4 separate regions of the Sus scrofa genome follow, and regions 1, 2 and 3 are each linked to region 4. The links are chromatin contacts, called in public Hi-C and HiChIP or PLAC-seq maps. All regions are on one chromosome and are shown on one strand. Each heading gives the region's core, a stretch centred on a gene start, on an enhancer-like site or on the middle of the called end of the contact. The rest is flanking DNA. Distances are from core to core; before and after follow the strand shown.

What was found. A called contact is a pair of places that touch in the nucleus more often than the background predicts. HiChIP or PLAC-seq counts read pairs in DNA pulled down with a chosen protein or histone mark.
Region 1: an H3K27ac HiChIP or PLAC-seq map of skeletal muscle shows a contact between it and region 4. The contact joins the promoter of BIVM here to the promoter of TPP2 in region 4. A contact is called at or near these places in 4 of 47 Hi-C or Micro-C datasets (heart right ventricle, liver and skeletal muscle) and 2 of 2 datasets of contacts at active chromatin or transcription factors (alveolar macrophages and skeletal muscle).
Region 2: a contact with region 4 is called in a Hi-C map of skeletal muscle, with 7 times the contacts expected there. The contact joins the promoter of ERCC5 here to the promoter of TPP2 in region 4. A contact is called at or near these places in 4 of 5 promoter capture datasets (fetal liver, fetal skeletal muscle and liver), 31 of 47 Hi-C or Micro-C datasets (adipocytes, adipose tissue, alveolar macrophages and 16 more) and 2 of 2 datasets of contacts at active chromatin or transcription factors (alveolar macrophages and skeletal muscle).
Region 3: a contact with region 4 is called in an H3K27ac HiChIP or PLAC-seq map of alveolar macrophages. The contact joins the promoter of TEX30 here to the promoter of TPP2 in region 4. A contact is called at or near these places in 2 of 5 promoter capture datasets (fetal liver and liver) and 2 of 2 datasets of contacts at active chromatin or transcription factors (alveolar macrophages and skeletal muscle).

The regions. Positions count from the first base shown.
Region 1 is chr11:71,109,425-71,112,183 of Sscrofa11.1, reverse strand. It overlaps BIVM (basic, immunoglobulin-like variable motif containing), which reads right to left and starts at 1,327. Exons shown (of 10, transcript NM_001252098.1): 1 at 1,226-1,327. KDELC1 (KDEL motif-containing protein 1) reads left to right here and starts at 1,694. Exons shown (of 10, transcript XM_021065899.1): 1 at 1,694-2,262. The coding sequence starts at 2,081.
Region 2 is chr11:71,140,529-71,143,228 of Sscrofa11.1, reverse strand. It overlaps ERCC5 (DNA repair protein complementing XP-G cells), which reads right to left and starts at 1,406. Exons shown (of 15, transcript XM_021065898.1): 1 at 892-1,406. The coding sequence starts at 979.
Region 3 is chr11:71,083,600-71,086,317 of Sscrofa11.1, reverse strand. TEX30 (testis-expressed protein 30) reads left to right here and starts at 1,255. Exons shown (of 6, transcript XM_021065893.1): 1 at 1,255-1,398.
Region 4 is chr11:70,941,861-70,944,616 of Sscrofa11.1, reverse strand. TPP2 (tripeptidyl-peptidase 2) reads right to left here and starts at 1,475. Exons shown (of 30, transcript XR_002336739.1): 1 at 1,217-1,475.

The DNA of each region.
Region 1 (2,759 bases), core at 78-2,577, 170 kb before region 4:
AAACATTTGCATGGCGAGGGTGGATTATTCGCCCGAGGGTCAGATCTCGGTCCTTCCTCCCCCTCCAACCCCCAGCCCCTCCCCACGCCCTCCAGGCCCTTCCTCCGACAGACCTGAACCCCTTCCCGGACAGAGGCGCCGGCCTCCTAAGGATATCCGGAGTTCCCCGCGCTCCGGGCCAGCGTCGAGCTCAGGCTGCGGGACGGCGAGCCGAGTTCCCACCGCCCTCCTCTGCGATGCTCGCGGCGCCGCCGGGCTCGGAGGCCGCTGGCACCGAGGCGACAGTCGCGCAGGCAGGTCTCTGCCGCGCGGAGCCGCTACGCGCGGAGAGGAAGGAGCCGAGCGCGGCTACGCCCCCTGCCCGCGCAGCTCCGAGCTCTCCGCGCCCTCCCGAGGCCGGTGCGTCCCAGGGGCAGGAAGCCGGAGTCCTCGACTAAAAAGAGCCGGCGAAGGCCCACGTGTTGTCCGCCTCCAACCGGCCCGGGGGACCGAGGACGCTGGGGTGCTCCCGCCGCCCAGGCAGATGGGACGCGGGCAGTCACTGCTCCTGGGCAGAAAGAGGGACTCCGATTCGAGCTTTTGAACGCACGAACCGACATCATTACTGATGACAACTGCCCAAAAGAAAACCGTCAAGAATCCCCCGTCTTAGCCTCTGCCCAGGCCCGCTTTGGCTGGCGGTGCCACCGGCCCATCAGAGTTAGAGGGCAGCTGGCAAGGTTGAGAGAAAGGGGCAAGGGGAGGAGGAGGCTCCCGGTACGATTTCGGAGCTGACCGTGAACCCTCCCGTGACCACGCTGGCTCCGGGTGTGCTGGGGAGAGGGGACGGCCACCGCACGCTCTGGGCCCGGGCCCTGCTGAGCGTGGCGTGGAGACTGGCGCCAGACAGGAGCCACCGGTATCGCGCAGGCCCCTCCAAACCGGGCTTTGTTCCCAAGAGGACTCGTCCCTTCTCTCCCTGGCGCTTCCCTCCACCCTGCGGCCCGGCTCTTCACCCCACCTCTTCCCAGAAGGACAGGCACCCACACAGTGGCGTCCACCCGGATGCCCATCGGCCTCAGGCGAGGCCTGCGTCCCCGGCCACGCAGGAGGCGATGGCGGCACAGAAAGCAGGCGGGCGGCGGCAGGCCTGGCCCGCGGCGCTCGGGAGACCAGCGGAGGGCCCAGCGTGCAGGGTGCACAGGCGCTCGCTACCACCTCGTCTCCTGCCCACAGCCCGCTATACCTCTGGCCTGTCCGGTGGGGTCGGGTCGCTGCAGCCCGCGGCGAAGCCCGGCAGTGGTCCTGGATCACAGCTCCCAGCGCGCGGCCCGCGACGCGCCTCTGGTTACCCTGGAGCGGGCGTCTCTCGTCCCATCGGAGCGCGCGGGGACAGCGCCCTGACTGCTGTGCCGGGCGACCGATGGTCAGATATCATTGACAACACCTTCCTTTCACCGTGTTTTACACCTGCCCTCTGCACGTGCGGAGATATGACGACAATTTAAAACAAAACAAAACAAAACCTTAGCTGCGCCTCCAGACCCACGCGCCCTCTATTAAGCGTCTACTATTGATCTGTCCGCTGAAAGCGGGGACCGCAAAGTAAATAAATGAGTGAGAGATGGTCAAATCTGGCAGGATTTCCGCCAGTTTGTCGCGAACTACACGTCCCAGGAAGCACTGGCCCCGGGACGCGTGTCCCTTCCGCCATCCACTTGGAGGAGGCTTTACTCAGCCCCGGCCGACGCGCGGGCCAATCCCATCGCTTTGCACCTTGGGCTGGAACCTGAGATGGGTTCGCCCCCAACGATGCTCCAATTACAGAAGCAACGCAAGTTTGTCATTGTCCCGAGAAAGCGGAGCAGCGTGATTCTTGCCCATTTCAGCAGAACTGCTGGCATCCTTCAGCCGGTGGAGCCAGCGCTCCTGTTGTGATCTTTCCAGGGAGACCCACGACCCTGCCCAGCACAGCAAAAGACCCTCTTGGAGCCGCGACCGCTGCCCGAATCGGCGGACTTGCCCCTGCCCCAGCCGCGGCTGGTTCCGTACACCTCTTCCACTTCATTCATCTGTGGATGATTTTGAGTCCATCTTGTAAATGTTTAGCATTTTGCTGCTTTACTGCTTCTTTCTGGGGACAGTTCCAACACTGGCCGAGACCGGCGGAGAGAGGCGAGTGAGCCCGGAGAAGAGCGAAATATGGGGCCCCGGGCTCAAGGCGGCTGTCGTCCTTCCCGCGCGCTATTTCTATATTCAGGCGGTGGACACATCAGGAAATAAGTAAGTCGAGCATTGGCTCCCTGTCTGTTTTTGGAATGCATTTAAAACTTACGGTTTCTCCATTCAAGTTTTTTCCGCGCAAGAACTCGTTTCTCTACAGCAGTTTAAAATCCAGGTTATTTGGGTGCTGTTCACATCTAGTAAAATTTTCCCCGTCCCAGTCAATTTTTCTCTGTAGCTTTGGAAATGATATTGAATTAGCCTTTCTCCTGGCTGTTTTGATAGGGCTTCCCACGTGACCGGGGAAGAAACTCTTGCACTTTGCTGGAAGTACTCCTTCTAATTACTTGTGCATAAACTGTTATAAAGAATTTAAACCCAGTTATTAAGAAACTGGTTGGTTTCACTTTTCTCTGGTGCTCCCTCTGTTTTCAGGCAGACCTCTTTAGGTAAGTGTGTTTTGAAACTCCAAAATTAAAGCACTATTTAAAACTTTGGAGTTGAGGGGGGAAAGTAACAAAATATGAATCTCCTATATGTTTGTTACAACTTAATTT
Region 2 (2,700 bases), core at 157-2,656, 200 kb before region 4:
CCACCCAGAGCGTGAGCTCTTAGGCTCATGCTTCTGGAATGGAATAGAATACACACACACACACACACACACACACGAAGAATTAGAGAAAAGAAAAAGAAAATGAAGAATTCTTAACGAAGAACAAGATATCAAAATTTCAGAAACAGCTTTCACATGTTTTGGTAATGAAAAACATTTAATTTCAAAGATACAACAAAACAGCTAAACATGCACACAAACCACAGTCCTTAAAAATGTCCATCATAGAGGCTAGAAAGAATATAACTCACTGTATACGTTTTGAGATACACTCGCCGTTGTAACATATGAATTTCCTATTTCAAAACCCATAACAAAAAAATAACAACAGTTATTTTCTCTCTTTTTTTTAAGGAAATGGTAAAACATTCGCCCACACTTTTCTTCCTCTAGCAAACATAAATGCAGCAAGACCCAGGACAGCAGACAAAACTACCGGCAGGAAGTCTACTTCGTTTTCTCGTTGCTGACCTCCCAGCCAGGATGATACTTTTAAGATTTACAGTATTAACAGTGCCAGACACTGTTCTAAACTCCTTTCATTAAAATAATCCCCATAGTCCTCACACCAACCCTGTGTGTGAAGCTCATTGTCAACCCCACTCTACGGATAAGAGAATGAACGCATAGAGAGAGGTAAAGCACGGCCCCTGGATGATAAAGCCAGAACTCCAATCCAGAGCGGTGTGACCGCAAAGCCGAGGGAGAGGAGACGCTTGGTAAGGAAACGTCCCGAAGGAGATCCTATCTATACCCACCCGCCATGTGAGACCGTCTACCTACAAACGCCACTCAGCCCCACGGAGAACCGAAAGCAAAATCCTGGCGCCAATCACTGCCTCTCCCGCACTGACGCCGCGTAAAGGATACCCACGGCAAGGATCTTGCCCTCCAGCGTCTCCGGGTTGACCTGCCGCCCGGAGCACTCCAGCAGCTTCCAGAGCCCCTGGACTCCCATCAGGCAGGTGGTCCTCCGAGCGCAACGCGGGGGCGGGGTCGCGGAAGACCTTTTGCTCCAAGTGCTCCACAGCGGGCTGCGCCACCTCCCCGGATTCCAGGGTGGGGTCCCCCGCTCCCACTCAGCAAAGATGGAAAACAAGAGCCCCGCGGCTTTCCAGGGGAAACCGGCACCGACGACAACAGCACTTCCCAGAAGCTGACACTGACTCGCCGAAGAAAGACGGGGCGAGAGAAGGTCGGCAGTGGGGAGAAGCAGGTCTTCGTCTCGCCCAGCACTTTGGCCCAAAAATCTGCAAGCTTAACGAACGACTGGGGTGATGGCACAGTGCCCGCCAGATAAACAGCCAGAAAACTTGCCTCCCACAACTCCTGTCTCCTCCCGTGGTTCCGTAAACTCCCTCGAACTGGAGCCTCTCGGATTCCGTCTAAGGCGGCGCACAGGGCGGAAGTTCCGGCTCCCCCACTGACGTACATCCGCTGCGCCCGTGGCACGCCGGAAGTGAGGGAGCGGTTCAGCGCCAGTGTGTGTGGGTTGTCTGTGTTGTAGTTTCTCCACTCTGGTGTCCTGTGGTGGTTAAGCGTTGAAACCACGTGCGAAGCGTCTGCCTTCAAAGGTTATGGATTTTTAGGTGTTTTTCCCGTGTCGGTTTCTTCCCCCTGAGCTGCCGCTTGTGAAATCTTTTAAAACCAAGTATTTGTTTTACCCGAGTGGCGATAACAGAAAAATGGACGCTTTGGTTGGTGTTTTTTAAGTGCTAAGTCTTCGTTTGTCCCATAACTTGTAACTAAATAGTAATACGATTTAAATTCTTAACTCCTGAAATATAGTTTTCTCCGGCATCTAAAATTTTAGGATGTCACGGCTTGTAGGTCAAAAAATAGCAAGAAACTAATGCCAGAGTAGCTCCTGGAAAGGCGGTGGCTTGGACCTTCACGCCAAGATTCCCCGAAGGAACCACGTTACGGTGTTTGAATTGTTGGAGGCATTTTTTTTTCGAGTCTGTTTCTCCATCTGTAAACTGGACGAGCATAAAACCTGTCCTGTCTTGCAGGCTGCGTTCAATGAGAATCAGAGACGATGTTTGCAAAGTACTTAATCACTAGTAGTTACTAAATGAAAGCTTTATACATCGTGATTCAGATTTGCACTGTTGAAAATAGCTTCAAAATCAGTGAAAAGTTGATTAAAGATCAGTTTTTAGCATAGCTATTTTTATGCCCAAACAGATGATTCCCAGTAGCCTAGTTGACTTGACCTAGTCACAACTAATTTTCTGTCAGGGATAATACTGACAAAGTGCTTGTTTGCGTTTGCTCCATGTGTAAAGTAATACAGAGAACTGTTGTTCATGCATGTATATTATGGGAATTAATATAATTGCCTATTCATCGTCTATGCTCCCCCCAACAGAATAGACTGTAAATTTATTGAAAAAGTATTTTCTTGATTGTTATATACCCCACTGTTGATATTTAGCAGGAATAAATATTTATTATTTTATAAATAATTGCCTAAATGAGCACTTTCAGCCTTAGCTCTAAAACTCTGCAATGCATCTTACACCTTGTTGATAAAGAATTTTCCTCAAGAGTCAGTCTGATGTTAGTTCAGATCCTGTGAGCGATGTGATAACCCTGTGTTATGGGCTTAATTGTGTCACCCTCCAAAATCCCCAAGTTGAATCCCTAACCTCTAGTAGAATGTGACGATTTGGAGAT
Region 3 (2,718 bases), core at 6-2,505, 140 kb before region 4:
GGAGGGAGTGTGGTGAATTGGGAGCTTAGGGTCAACAGATGCAAACTTTTTCCTTTGGAGTGGGTTAGCAATGAGATCCTGTACTGGGAACATAGTTAGCACCAGGAACTGTGTCTAGTCACTTATGATGGAGCATGATAATTTGAGAAAAAAGAATGTATACATGTATGTGTAACTGGATCACCAAGCTGTACAGTAGGAAAAATACTGTATTGGGGAAATAACAATTAAAAATATAAGAAAATAAAAGTCTAAATTTAAAAAAAAAAGTTTGTAATTCAAGAAAATGCTTGAGAAAAATGACAGTAAGTGGTTTTCTGCATTTTATTTCCTTCCATGTCCTGTGACAGAAAAGAAGGTGATTATAAACTGCCCTGGGCTTGGGGCAAGAGTCATTAATTCAAGGCAAATTGATTTGCCACTAATCATTCCATACACAGGAGATTCAAAATAAAATAACAACAATAAAGATGGCTGCCTTCTGTCCAGGAAGAAGACAGACAAGTTCATGGCATGCTGAGCGACTAGAGTAGAAGGATAGAAGTGCGCCTGAGATTAGGGAAGGCCTCACTGAGAAGGTGGTATGTGAGGCCCCGAGGAGTTCAGCTCCAGCCACTGAGGTCTTTTCAAAAACAGTGAAGAGCCAAAAGCCCTGCAGTGAGTCTGATGGGTTTGGCTATGAGACTAGTGAAGAGGTAGTAGTTGGAGCTGAAGGAGCCAGGGAACCGAGAATAGTAGGATATAGATAAGAGGTAAATCTAAAACCTTGGTCTTTGCAAGGCCTTCTTTAGCTTTGATTATGGGCGAGATGAGAAGCCTTTGAAAAGTGTTGAGGGGTGGGTGTAAGTTTTAACAGGGTCCAGCTGGCTGCTGCACTGATCAGTAGCAAAAAAGTGGGGGCAAGCGTGTGAACCATCCTATTCCAACAATCCAGGCAAAGCAGGAGGTGGGGCTCGGACGGGTCTTGTGGAAGTGTGAGAAGTAGTTGGGTCCTGTACACATTTGCAAGTCGAACAAACAGGACTATTGATGGTGGGGTTTGGCAAAAGAGAATAATCAGAGTCGACCCCGCGTGCAACTGCTGGAATGTAGAGGCTGGGACGGGAAAGCGTCCTGAGCAGAGGAGGTCGGGCAAGAGGAAGCGACTGAGGGCAATTCTCCCGCCCCGCAGGTCGGGGAGGAGGCGCAGCTGCAGCCGCGCGGGCAGCGGCGGGAAGACTCTCGTTCCCAGCGTGCTCCGCGCGCCCGGCCGCGCGCCCGGGGGGCGGGGCCTGCGCGCGCGTGCGCCGTAGCGGGACGCGCGGGCGGGTGCGGCAAGGCGGTCCCTTCGAGTGTGGTAGTTTGCTCCCTGAAGGGAGTCAGGGCGGTTAGGTGCTCGCGGCCACTTTCCCGTCCCCGGTAAGTGCGGCGGCGGCGGCGGCGGCAGCGGTTGGGGACGCCAGATGGGGATGGCTTCCGAGGGCCCCGGGGGCCTCCCGCGGACCCGTCTGAGGCGGCTCGGGTTAGCGGCCGTCGCCCCTCAGGGGCAGTTGGGCGGCCCCCTGAGGCGTTCGGCGTCGGTTCGCTCCCGCGGGCGGCGGCCGCTGGGGCTTCGCGATCGGGAGGCGGAATGTGGGTCGGTGCGGGCGGGGAGAGCCGAGCGGCTCCGGCCTGGGTCCCGCGAGGCGGCCTCGGAGCGGCGAGGGTCGCCCGGGCCCCGGCGACGGCCGCGGCGCAGCCCCGGGGCCGGTGGGCGGAATAGGACGCTCCTCGGGCGCCTTTGAGCCCCCAGCCCCGCGGAACCTCGCCTCGAGTTCCCCGTGTACGGCTTGGCGTTGTTGCGGACGCGGCCGGAGCATCGACCCCCCGGAGGACTTGAACTCTTAACGTCTGTGTTTGCCCCGCGATCCCCAACGTCCCGCCCCGACGTGGTCGGTAACGCCCAGGCGTTCTGCCAGCTGAAGGTTCCTGGGTTGGTGGCATCCGCAGTCACACAAGTCACTCTCGAAAACGCTCAGGACGTGGGCACACGACCCGGTACGATTGATCATCGCTGCCTCTCCCCCAGGGTGGTGGAGACGCTTCCAGCCCTGCCCCATCTGACCCTAAAGCCCGAGTTGTAACCTCGTCGGTCTAGACCACGTTCCAGTTCAGATTCCCAAGTAGTCCAGCTTGCGTGCACCGTTGTGAGCACACTGTCCGTCGTGAATTCTGGAAGGGGATGGAGTTTCCTTGAATAAAACAAACACCCAAGCTGTTGAGGAATAGAGAGTGGATAGAATGCACGTCCAATTTTACTCCCTCCTAAAATCTCGCTAACATTACCGTAAAGGGACACAGACCCGCAAAGAGGGAGAGAATATGGGGAAGCAAACAACAGCAAGAAAATACTGGGCTCCAGAAAGCAAGTGTCTTAGCAGATTGGCCACATTCTAAACCGTGGAAAAGTTCTATTTAAGCCACACACAGAGTCTTGGAAATGTGCAGAGACTGGCAGCCAGGGACACTTTGGGAACTGGCAGTGAAAGGCGCGGTGCTGGGGATGGATGAGAGGACTCCATGTCCACTCAGGTGAGGTCTAGATATCTGCATCTCCTTCCCCACATCACACTGTTGGTGACTGCTTCTCTCCCATTAGAAGCCAAGCAGGCTATTCTCTTGAGAACGTAAAACAGGTCTTTGCACCTGGGGACCCCAGGCACACTTATGAGGCTACAAGTGTGAAAACAGGGACAATGA
Region 4 (2,756 bases), core at 226-2,725:
GGGATTCCCTACTGAGTCAGCCAAACTGGGTCCCTTTTTCCCCTGCATGACACCCTAACTTCCAAAATGCTACCTCAATTACTAGAGAGCACACACAATAAAAGATGGGGACGAGGTGTGGGGGCGATTATTAAACTTCAGCTTTTGAAGAAATACAGATGAAGGGACTGATACAAGGGACAGACAGCACACAGGAGGATTAGCCCAGGTTAGACTTTGGGGAGGTGGATCCTGAACAGCGGTGGGATTCTGTTTATTACTGGCTTTCAGTAAAAGGCTGAGGCTGAATTCAAAAAAGTCAAACTTTGAAGACTTTAATGAGAATGCTTTCAATGGAAAGACACATGTTTTAAAACGACCTTTGGGATGGTACCTTGACCTAGCGATTTCAAAGGTGCCTGAGGCAAAACGGGGTAATTTTAAAAAATCATAAAGTGCTGTCTTACATTTTGAGGCTGAAAAATAAAAATACAAAAGCATAATTTAATGCCGTCTGAAGAGTTCGCCAAAAACAAACTCGACTGGGTTCTTGTGTCAAACAAAGACTAAGCCATGCGTTTTCAATGACCCTAAACAAGCACACTGCAGAAGAGGATTTAAAAATAGAACACATAAAACTACCAGAGGAAACAATTCCGGAAGTTGACTGAGTTGTCTTCTTGAAAGCCGGCTCTTGCCTTTCAAGATAAACCATTCCTCCCCAAACCAAATCTCCCGAACGGCAGCGATAAAAAAGGAAGTTCACATGGGTCATTTGCCCCTATCTCCTCCCCACCCCCACCCTCCCGTAAATAATAAAACTGTGAAATCTCGTTTGCAAATAACAGGCACGGGGTGAGTGGGTTCCGGAGACACGAGGAACCCGCGAGGAAGCTGGCGAGGTGGACAGGGGCCTGAGGGCCCTGGCCTGGCAGCGCCTGGGAGGAAGGGGCTTCCCGGGCGACAGACGCACCCGGGAGCCCCGACCAACCCCGCGGGGCACGCAGCTTTTATCTGGGCCGGGATCACGGCCCAGCCGGGGCTCCCGGGCCCCGGGCCGTCGCCCTCCGCCGGGCCCCCGCGCCCGCCCTGCCCTTCACCTCTTTCCGGCGCCCTGGTCCCCCTCCGCCGCAGAGCGGGCTTCGGCCTGCGGGGCTCCGACGCCGCGTCCCCGGCCCGCCCGCCCGCCGGCTGGCCGCCCGCGCCCCCGCGCCCGGGCCCTCGGCGGCTGCCGCACCTGCATGCCCGGAGCCCCGGGGTCGACCCCGGTGTCCAGGACGGCGATGAGCACCCCCCGCCCGTCATACTCCGGGTAGCGGCAGAGGAAGGAAGCGGCCCCGGTCTCTTTCTTTGGGAGGAGGCCGTGGAAGGGGAAGGGCTCCTCGGTCGCGGCGGTGGCCATGGACGCAGGCTGGAGGGCGAGGAAGAGGCAAACTGCCAGGCTGCGCGCGGACAGGCGGCGCGAGGACACCCGGGCGGCCGCGGGCCTGGGCGGGGGCGAGGGGCGGGGCCGGCCGCCGGCCAATCCCGGCCCGCCAGGGAGAGGCGGCCAATCACGCGCTGCGACGTAAGCCAAAGGCGCCGCTCTCGGGAGCCGAGCGGAGTGTTGCCCGGGCCGCAGAGAAGGAGGCGGAGTTTGAGGCATAGCTGGAGGGTTCGGTTCTAGAACCCGGGGTCTTAAAGGGACGCACGTTTAGGGTTTTTAGGGTAAAGGGGCTGCCAAGCAAAGTCAGCATGTCCTGAATCAAAACCATCCCCGGCGGACGAGGAAGGAAGTGATCTGCCGGTCTGGAGTAGCAGGAACCCCGAGCTGGCCAGCGATGGCTTCTAACTTGTTGTGAAACTTCTCAGTCCGCCGCTGCAGCATCCCCAGGTGACCCGAGGAAAGGAGCCAGCTCAAGCACGCTAAACCCCTAGGAGTTGGAGATTGGCGAAATGCCGGGACATAAGTTTCTGAGAGAGAGCGCTTTGATTCAGGCGTTTAAGGATTGTGTTCCCCTGCCTGTCTCGAGTGTGTCCGTTTGAGCCGGGCCGGGGAGTAAAAAGGAATAAGGTGGGGAGGGACCAAAGCTTCAGTCAACTGGAAGTGGGTTTGTCCGTTTTGTCGGCCTTGTAACGCGGTACCAGGCAGAAGTGGGCCTCTCCTATCCTCACTGCTTAACGCTGGGCGCCAGGGGTTTCTGAAAAACATTCTTCTCGCTCTCCATCTCCCCCTCCTTAAATTGATGTTCTTGGTTGCTCCTAAAAGTTCCCCAGTTATCGAGCCCTAAGTTACAGTTTTTCAGATAATCAGTGGCGTCTATAAATTGCTTCATGGTACACTAGTAGCTCTTTCATGATCTTTCTGTCTGTATTCGTGCCAGGGTGATTTTAGTCGCGTGCGTGTGTGCCCGCCAATGACCCCTTTGGCAAGCCGGTGAGGCTTACAGACCCCCGTCTCAGAGCAATTTTAAGCTCAAAATGAAATAGGATTACAAAAGAAATTACGTTGAGATAGTTACAGAATATTAAAACTAACTTTGTTATGTGCCAATAGATTTATACGTGTGTATATAGTTATATATATGCTTCCTTACATTAAATAATAGGAACTAGCACCAAATCTAATAAACTACCATTATTTCAAAGTAGTAAAGGGCATAAATGATATCTTGAGATGCTTGTGACTATACTGTGATAAGAAGCTGATTTTTATTGGTGACGCTAACAGTAACTGCTAATACCACTCTGCTCATTGCCTGCATCTGTAGTTGAAGGAAACATTTAATTGAAAGGTT